Linked DNA regions of Mus musculus: regions 2 and 3 are each linked to region 1. Evidence: chromatin contacts called from public Hi-C and HiChIP or PLAC-seq data. All regions are on one chromosome and are shown on one strand. Each heading gives the region's core, a stretch centred on a gene start, on an enhancer-like site or on the middle of the called end of the contact. The rest is flanking DNA. Distances are from core to core; before and after follow the strand shown.

Region 1 (2,706 bases), core at 123-2,622:
ATGCTATAAGAAATCAGAAGGCAGCTGTGAAGTTCGTGGTTTAGGGATCAGTTGAAGATTCCATTTTTACATTTGTTCTAAATTTAGTGATCCCACCCCAGTGCAAATAATATGATGGGGAGGATGAGAAAGAGGAAATGACCTTGGAAAGTAATGCATCTTCATTTACGATGCAGCCATAGCCCATCGGTTCTTGCTCAGTGTGTTCCCAGGTACTCCTGTTAAATGGTCTGTGATGTACTTTATATAAATTTCCAGGGACTGTGTGCAGGGCTATACAATGCTTCACTTACTGCCACCCAATTTTGAATACTTTGACCGAGTATTTGGGGGCTGGAATAGCAGAAAATCACTGGGATGATGGAGGCACACATTTCTGCAAACCGGAGGAAGAACAAGAAATCACCATAGCATGAGCGTGACTGGATGGCTTATATTTAATCTTCTGGGTTTACAAGACATGATGGAATTCTGCAGGGGCATTTTAAAAGTCATTGCTTTCTAGCTTCCATCAGAGCCCACCCTGCACGCCTGGTGCTAACACTTAATTATAGCCAAGAGAATCTGAGAAATGCAGTGGTCCCCCCCTCCCTCACCCCAGCAAACGTCAAGCAAAATCAATAGCTCAGTGCTGGCAACAGGATGCTGTTGTTCCCTTCATCTCCTCCGCTCATCTGCAATTGCTTTTATTACTGCAGTTCATTTAATGAGTCCAGAGCGTTTGGAGCCAGATGGTGACATTAGTTCAATCTGGAAGACTCTAATGGAATTGAGTTCAAACCAGGTTAAAAGTAACGGAATTACAAATTCCAGTGGTCATTGTCTTGTGGTATTACGCTCTGGGTACTTGTTATACACCAGAAGTTAGCGCCAGCTTCAAATGAAAGACCTGAAAGACAGTTGAGTGAGACCTGGTGCACTCATACACTCACTCATCCGCTGCATGCTTCATTACTCTCCCTATCACAAACACGGCCATTGTGGTTTCTGAACCATGGCCTCTGTAGTGGAGGTGGCAGGCAGAGCTAAGCCAACAGGAAAATCACTCCGCGTGAGTGCAGTCTCTAGGAAGGGAGGACTCTGGCATTGAGAGGTGGAGGGTGAAGGATTTTGAGGACCTGGGAAAGGACTAGATGCACAAGCTTTAAAGTCACCGTTTTGTTGAGTCCACAATTATGTCCCCTCCCCCAAAGAACAAAATGCAAAGAGAGAAGATAAACATTATACAGGGAGACCCAAGCCTCTCTGAATGTCTCCTGCTGTGGGATAAAGTCCCTCGGAGAGGTCCAAACTTCAAAAGTGGCCTCAGTCTGGAATTTTTCCACAGGAAAAGTCAGCAGTAAATATTGACACCGGAATCAATCATCTCTACTGAGGTTCCAGATTGCTCCAGCCAGCCAGGGCAGCTAGGTCACAGGTGACAAGAATAAGACAGCCACCCTCTGAAAGAGCTGTCATCCAGAAGCCTGGAGAGAGGCCGTCTCCCTGACTCTGGGTCGCCATCCTCTCAGTATGGAGCAGGCAATGCTGAAGACGCTGGCTTTGTTGGTGCTGGGCATGCACTACTGGTGTGCCACAGGTAAAGGACACATGCCACCGCTGGCCACCTGCCCTAGGTGATCACAGCCCTCTCGGTGCCTCATCTCTCTCTCACTGTGGCCTGTGTGTTTGCTGTCTAGGTTTCCCGGTGTACGACTACGACCCTTCCTCTCTGCAGGAAGCTCTCAGTGCCTCAGTGGCAAAGGTGAACTCGCAGTCCCTGAGTCCTTACCTGTTTCGGGCGACCCGGAGCTCCTTGAAGAGAGTAAGTGAATGGAGATACCTCCCTGAGCCATTTTTTTACCACCCCCGCCCCCGTCTTGACTTCACCTACTTTGTTGAGTAGATTATTCTTCTGTTTACAATGATCACAGTCTGTCCTCTTCCATGCTGACTTTTTGGACTGAGAAGAGATTTAATTACATTTTGTTGTTGTTGTTGTCCCGAGGCTGTCAAAGCTTCCTGGGACATCTGATTCTTCCCTCTGTGTTTTCCCTCTGACCTCGGCTTTTCTCTGTGTGTGTCCTGGTTTGGGGTGAAGATCCCAGAAGTCCTTGTGATGCTGTTTGATTGGGAGGTGCTGCCTAATGAGAAAGAGACTCTCTCCCCACTCAGCATTGGGCTACCAGTGTTTATAGGAAAGAAACGCTGGCTTCTGAGTCCATGAAACCCACCCACTCTGGTGGACTTGATAGTGCTGTTTCCCGATCACCTAGAGAACTTGGGAAAGAGACATTATCTCGGGCTTGCTGTGACTCACTGTGGCCAAAGTGAGGGGGAAGCAGAACAGGATCATAGAGAGGCCTTTCTCCTTCCTGCTCCCTGAGGAGTCTCTCTGTCTTCTTATAGGCTTAACTGGGCTAACAGGGAGGTAGGGACAGACATGAAGAAGAAATAGGACTGACAAGCTCATGGAGACATGAGTAGAGCCTTGTGGTCAGCAGCCACTACCTCCACACAGAGGCCACATGGCCGCTCCTACTGGCTGCTCCCTTTTCCACCCTATTCTAGGCTACCACCTCTTACTTACACTCAGCTACTCCTCTCATACTCAGCTGCTCCTCTCACACTCAGCTGCTCCTCTGCTCCTCAACAGCATACACACTTCATTCTCCCAGCTCAACTGCATGTAAAACATGTCCCTTTGGTCCCCTTTTGCAGACACTG
Region 2 (2,706 bases), core at 95-2,594, 45 kb after region 1:
CCCTGCCCACACTGTAGTGAGTGGCCAGGTCAACCAAAGATGGAAACGTGCTGACCAGCCAGCAATTTTCCTTCGGAGACTGTATAATGAACAGTTAGAATTACTCAGTTACACAGTGACAGAAAAATAATTGCGAGCTTGAAGTACCCTGAATACCTGGAATTGAATTTTGCAATAAATCTTTAAAATAGTCACTCATGTTTGATTTCTTTATATGGTGTATAATGGCTTCTCCACTGAAATACAGGCGCCTTTGATTTTCCATCTTTCTATGATGCCTCTTTTAAAAATGACAATCTTGTCTTGTGGTACCCACAGGTTGGCACCGTGGGCTGACTTTGCACCCAGCAGCATCACAGCTTGGGACAGCCCTCCATGCTGCCAGCTGTTCTCTGCGGTCCTTGCTGCACACCACCATGCTCCTGGGAAGCCTGGCCAGCTCTTCTGGTGGCCCTTCTGACCTCTTTCACCCTTTTATTTTGGTTGTACGATGTAAGAACCATTGAGCGCTACACATTCATGTCATCTGTTTATACTTAAAAGAATAGTAGTGTACACTCAACTACTTTATGACAGATTTTATTTATGTAAAACCAGGCATCATAACATCTTAGGGCTTTAGGGGGCTATAGGCATTGTGTGTGTGTGTGTGTGTGTGTGTGTGTGTGTGTGTGTGTGTGGTGTTTGTGTGGGTGTGTGCATACATAGTATGTTCATGTAGATATCAATATAGGATGTCTTCCTGAGTTGCTTCTCCACCAATATTTTTTGAGATGGGGCCTCACACTGAACCTGGAGCTCAGGGATTTGGCAAGGCCAGCGGACTTGTAAGCTCCGACAGATGCTGCCGTCTCTGTCTCTACAGAGGGGGTGGTAGGCATGTGTCTACTGCACAGCAGGCTCTTTATTTACTTTTTAACTTTTTTATTGATTCTTTGTGACTTTCACATCGTGAACCCCGAGTCCCATTCATCTATCTCCCTGTCTCTGTATCTGCCTGCCCTTGGCCCTTGAAACCTCCTTCTCCCCAGCCCTCAAGAAAACAAAAAAGTAAAAACAGAAACAGAGAAAGAAAGAAAGAAAGAAAGAAAGAAAGAAAGAAAGAAAGAAAGAAAGAAAGAAAGAAAGGAAGGAAGGAAGGAAGGAAGGAAGGAAGGAAGGAAGGAAGGAAGGAAGGAAGGAAAGAAGGAAGATCTCGCCCTGCAAGCTGCAGTGTGTCATGGTGTATCACACTGTTGTGCCCTTTTGACTAAGCATCTTTACTTGCCAGTGTTTATGGAATGAGTCATTGGTCTGGTTCGAGGCACTATTGGTACTGGAGCCTCTCTGGGGTTCCTCTCAGTTATCAGCTTTGGATCTGTAGGACCGGCCTCTTTATGAGCTCCAGCAGTTCATACATGGGGTAGGCGTTGTGGTGTCAACTCCAAGCCCTGGACCTGGGCCTGGACGCTAGCTGAGTTGGTCAGCCCACCCGCTAACCTGAATTCACACCACAGGGACAAGCTCTCCAGCTCTGCTCCAGTAGCCCATCCAAAGTGCCACAACCAGAAAGAGGCAGGGTCAGCTCTGCACAGCCCTTGGGTCCCAGGCAGCAGCCCATACAGGGGACGTCTGCATGGCCTTTGGTGATAACATGGACATTGACACAGACCCCTGCTGCTACAGGACTCAGGCTACTCACATTGGGCTCCCCACCCTCAAGTCTCCAGTTCGGCTTCTCTTTCTCTCTAATCACACCATATACTTACACATCACCGTAGCTGCTGAGGTGAGTAGGCCATGAGGCTGACAGGCCTCTGAATGTCTTCCACCCACCCATGCTGTGTGGCATCAGACGGACCTTGCAGCAGGCTTTTTAATATGGTCAGGGGTGGGGGAGGGGCGGTGGTCTGAGCTCAGGTTCCCACAGTTCTGCATCGGACACTGACAGACAGAGCCCTCTGCCTAGCATTTAACACAGCAGTTGAGACAGAGAGTAGACAAACGCGTTTATAGATAAAGCCATGAGTTTAGGGAAGATGTAGCTTGTACCAAATAACTGGATTGACTTCGCAGTCAAGTTTCTATTGTGTTTGCAGTACTGTGGTTTCCCCACATTGGGCCTGTCCTGTGTGGTGACCCTGACCTAGGATCTTGGGCTTTTAGTCAGAGGGAAGGAAGCAGGCTGTGAACTGAGGTTGGAGTGTTTGGAATAATATAGGCCAGCTGACTGGATTCCTTGGCAGTGAATGGACAAGCGTAAAAGCAGGCTCTGTGCAGGATACTAGGGATACCTGGACAGACAGGACTAGACCCTGCAGGAAAGACGGTGCTGTGTGCTCACACACAGAAGAGAAATCTGCAAATCAACAAGGTAGGCAGAACAGCAGCTCTTGGTGAAAGGAGACACTGAAGGGGGTGATATTTATGCTAATGGGAGCATAAGGAGGGGCAAGGAAAAGCTTTGTCTTCATCAAAGAAAGTCGTTGCCAGGTAAGCAATCAGGGGACAGCAGGATATGGCGTGTGGCATAAATAAATAAATAAATAAATAAATAAATGGGTCAGAAATGAAATGCTGATAGAATAGGTGGGAAGTAATTTGTGAACGAATTTTTCTGCTCCTCAGAATGTAAGTGGTATTTCTGGGAGAGGTTTTGGGTGTCTTCCCTCACGTTTCCAATTACTAAAGCTAATTATTCACCTCATTTGCATCCTATCTCTAGGC
Region 3 (2,706 bases), core at 97-2,596, 49 kb before region 1:
GTCTCCAGGACTCCTGGATTGCGAGGGATTCTGGGGCCCTCTGTCAATTCTTAGTATGTCTTAATCAATTAATGATGTCTGCTATGGAAGTGAGGGCTGGGGGGGGGGGGTTGGGTACCTGTGCCCTATATGCCTGTCTTTATGATTAGTAGGTAAGTGGTGTGGAAGATGGTGGAACGTCAGCAGAGGTGGAGGAAGAAAACACACAGGATGGCCGGAGTACCAGTGTACTGACTATAGTTCTGGAAGGCAGAAGTCCAACGTGAAGTTGTGGGTTGGGTTGACCCCATAGAGTACTGTGAAGTGACTGTTCTGCTGTGCTGTCCCCTAGCTTCTGAAAGTTTACTGGCCATCTTTGTCACTCTGTGCCTGACGGATGTGACACTCTGACCCGCAGCCTCATGCCCATATGGTGCCCTCCCTATGTGCAGGTGTGTCCTAATTTCTCTGTTTCCTGGGGACAACAGTCATGTTGGATCAGGACTCCATCTCGACCTGTCAGCGCCATCTGCAGTGGCCTGATTTCCGAACAAGGTCACGTTCCCAAGCAGAGGGCTGAGGACTTAAGTGTAGAGATACAGCTCTTCCACATATGGCCTCTCTCCCTGTGGCCAGCCTTTACTTCCAAGTTTTCTTCTGGCTTGTGATGTGTCACTAGTAGAGTGGAGCTGGAATATTCTGTGTGTGATAATCAGAGCCAGGGGACTCTCGACATTCAGAGAACTGCTGGACCAGAGGGTCAATTGACTCACAGCCGATAGGGAATTAAGCCACGAGCATTGGATGGACAGGGGTAGAAGGGACAGGGGAGGAAAGAGGCAGGGAGAGGGAGGGAAAGCCCAGCAGGAGTTGCAAATACACGGTGTGCAGTAATCTGGTTTCTTTGGTCTTTCCCTGTCTGGGTGCATTTTCTACTGAAGAGACCCTTAAGAGATGCAGAAACCTGGATCAGGTTGTCTCCTCTTGTACTGACCCCATCAGGGAGTCTGCCGAGCTCCCTAGGTCCTGACACATGCTCTGGTGGTCCAGGGAGCAGCATCAAGCAGGGTGATTTGTTTTAGACGTTCATTTGCTGTGTGTATCAGGAGCCAGAGCTGCTATTGTCATGTTGTTGAGAATGTGTGTTCTTAATACAGGACAAGGAATGTGCTTGTAAGTCACCCCTGAGGGTCACCATGGTTATGGGACTACTGAGGCCAGAGATAAGGAGACATACAGAGGGATCCTGCCTTCACTTTCTTCTGAGCAGAGAGAAACCCAGGTGGCCTTTCTTGGAACAACAGTGAGGCCCTGTCTTTGAGAAATCTGTCACTAGAGGGCGCTATTTCCCTTTGTTTCTGCAAGTTCCTCACCTGGGTTGTTCAAGGAAAGGCTCTGCAGGCCTGTGCAGTCTTAATGGGCCAGACTCACTCATGGTTGTTAGGAGAAACCCCTAAACAGGACATTGTCTGTTTTAGATTGTGCCTGGGACTCAGATACCCATGCTCTCAGTGAGGAGGGACGTCCCTTGCCCAGAGCGGGGATGTTCACAGCTAATTTGACCTCGCCAGTCCCCAGTGCAGACACAGTTGTTAACCGACTCCTAGTGGAGCTAAGCAGGCACTGTGGATGTTTGTTTATAGTGTTGTAAGTTCCACCCTGCCTTCTCTGAAAGCTCCTTCAGTTCTGAGGCTGTCACAGTGCAAGAGATGGTGAACACATCCTGGTATTTCAGGAACACAGCTTAGAGCTGCACTCTCCCCCCTTAGACAAGAGGCGTCTCTTCATTAAAAACAAAACAAAACACCACCACCACCACCAACAACAACAACAACAACAACAAAAAAAACCCGAAATCTTTTCTCCCTGTAGTGGCATTCTTGTGGCCCAGGCCTCTTCTGTCTATTGGTTCTGTAATATGGCCAGGCTTCTGAAGTCACTGAGGCGAGACGAGGCTGGGCTGGGGTTGTACAGATCAGTGTGTACCAGCCTCCCAGCGGGAATGGGAAAGAGAACAGGTGGGCAGGGCCTGTGCCAGCCACTTCCGAAGCATGGAGTGGCAATGGGTTTTGCTGCCCTGGGGATCAGCACTGCCCAGATAAATGGATGCTCCTGTGTCCTCCCCAGGGTCCTAACCTTGCGCCTGTCTCCTCACAGTGGAACATGGTCTGGCCCGGGCTGCCCAGACCTGGGGGACTTCACTGTTCCACTGTGATCTGGCAGTGTTCCCCTCCTTTGGCAACTCAAGCTGTGCATCCTACATCCCAGATTGCAGGGTTTCAGTGGATCTGAGAAACTCACTATCCCCAGGATGGGCACCTAAGTTTAGGCTTTGGGGTCAGAGGCAGAGAAGGTCATAGGATATATGAGTCCCAAATAGACTTGGTGGGTGAGTTCATGGGAAGACAAGGACATGAACATGGGAATCAGAATCACACCTCAGTGAATCTTCTGTCCCCTATTTGAGCTGCCCCTGGAGTCTGGTCCTTAGGCTCCTAGTAGCCAGATTCTGAGCAAGTAGGCAAATGAAAAGATCAGACAGCTAGGTTGGCATTCTTAAAAAATCCAGTGTGTGGAGCCTGTCTTAGTTAGGGTTTCATTGTTGAGAACAGACATGATGACCAAGGCAACTCTAGTGAGGATAACATTTAATTGGGGCTGGCTTACAGGTTCAGAAGTTCAGTCCATTATCATCAAAGCAGGAGCATCCAGGCAGGCATGGTGCAG

The links. A called contact is a pair of places that touch in the nucleus more often than the background predicts. HiChIP or PLAC-seq counts read pairs in DNA pulled down with a chosen protein or histone mark.
Region 2: an HNF4G HiChIP or PLAC-seq map of pancreatic cancer cells shows a contact between it and region 1. The contact joins the enhancer-like site here to the promoter of Spp2 in region 1. A contact is called at or near these places in 4 of 39 promoter capture datasets (the 3T3-L1 cell line, frontonasal cranial neural crest and pre-B cells), 1 of 115 datasets of contacts at active chromatin or transcription factors (pancreatic cancer cells) and 4 of 9 other capture datasets (adipose tissue, liver, macrophages and 1 more).
Region 3: a Hi-C map of uterus shows a contact between it and region 1. The contact joins the enhancer-like site here to the promoter of Spp2 in region 1. A contact is called at or near these places in 25 of 39 promoter capture datasets (the 3T3-L1 cell line, 3T3-L1-derived adipocytes, HPC-7-derived erythroid cells and 17 more), 21 of 484 Hi-C or Micro-C datasets (the AML12 cell line, the C3H10T1/2 cell line, double positive thymocytes and 11 more), 4 of 115 datasets of contacts at active chromatin or transcription factors (embryonic stem cells, extraembryonic endoderm stem cells and pancreatic cancer cells) and 4 of 9 other capture datasets (adipose tissue, liver, macrophages and 1 more).

The regions. Positions count from the first base shown.
Region 1 is chr1:88,405,638-88,408,343 of GRCm38.p6, forward strand. Spp2 (secreted phosphoprotein 2) reads left to right here and starts at 1,373. Exons shown (of 8, transcript NM_029269.3): 1 at 1,373-1,579; 2 at 1,680-1,804. The coding sequence starts at 1,513.
Region 2 is chr1:88,451,112-88,453,817 of GRCm38.p6, forward strand. All of the region lies in intron 1 of Gm29538 (predicted gene 29538), which reads right to left. Among named protein-coding and RNA genes, the nearest start is that of Gm28888, 7.7 kb to the right of the region's middle. Within about 2 kb of position 1,345, at least 25 of the 459 cell types and tissues checked have an H3K27ac peak or open chromatin away from gene starts, as enhancers often do. A contact at or near this core is called in pancreatic cancer cells, where this site is marked.
Region 3 is chr1:88,356,320-88,359,025 of GRCm38.p6, forward strand. All of the region lies in intron 18 of Trpm8 (transient receptor potential cation channel, subfamily M, member 8), which reads left to right. Among named protein-coding and RNA genes, the nearest start is that of Gm51639, 26 kb to the left of the region's middle. Within about 2 kb of position 1,347, at least 21 of the 459 cell types and tissues checked have an H3K27ac peak or open chromatin away from gene starts, as enhancers often do. A contact at or near this core is called in pancreatic cancer cells and uterus, where this site is marked.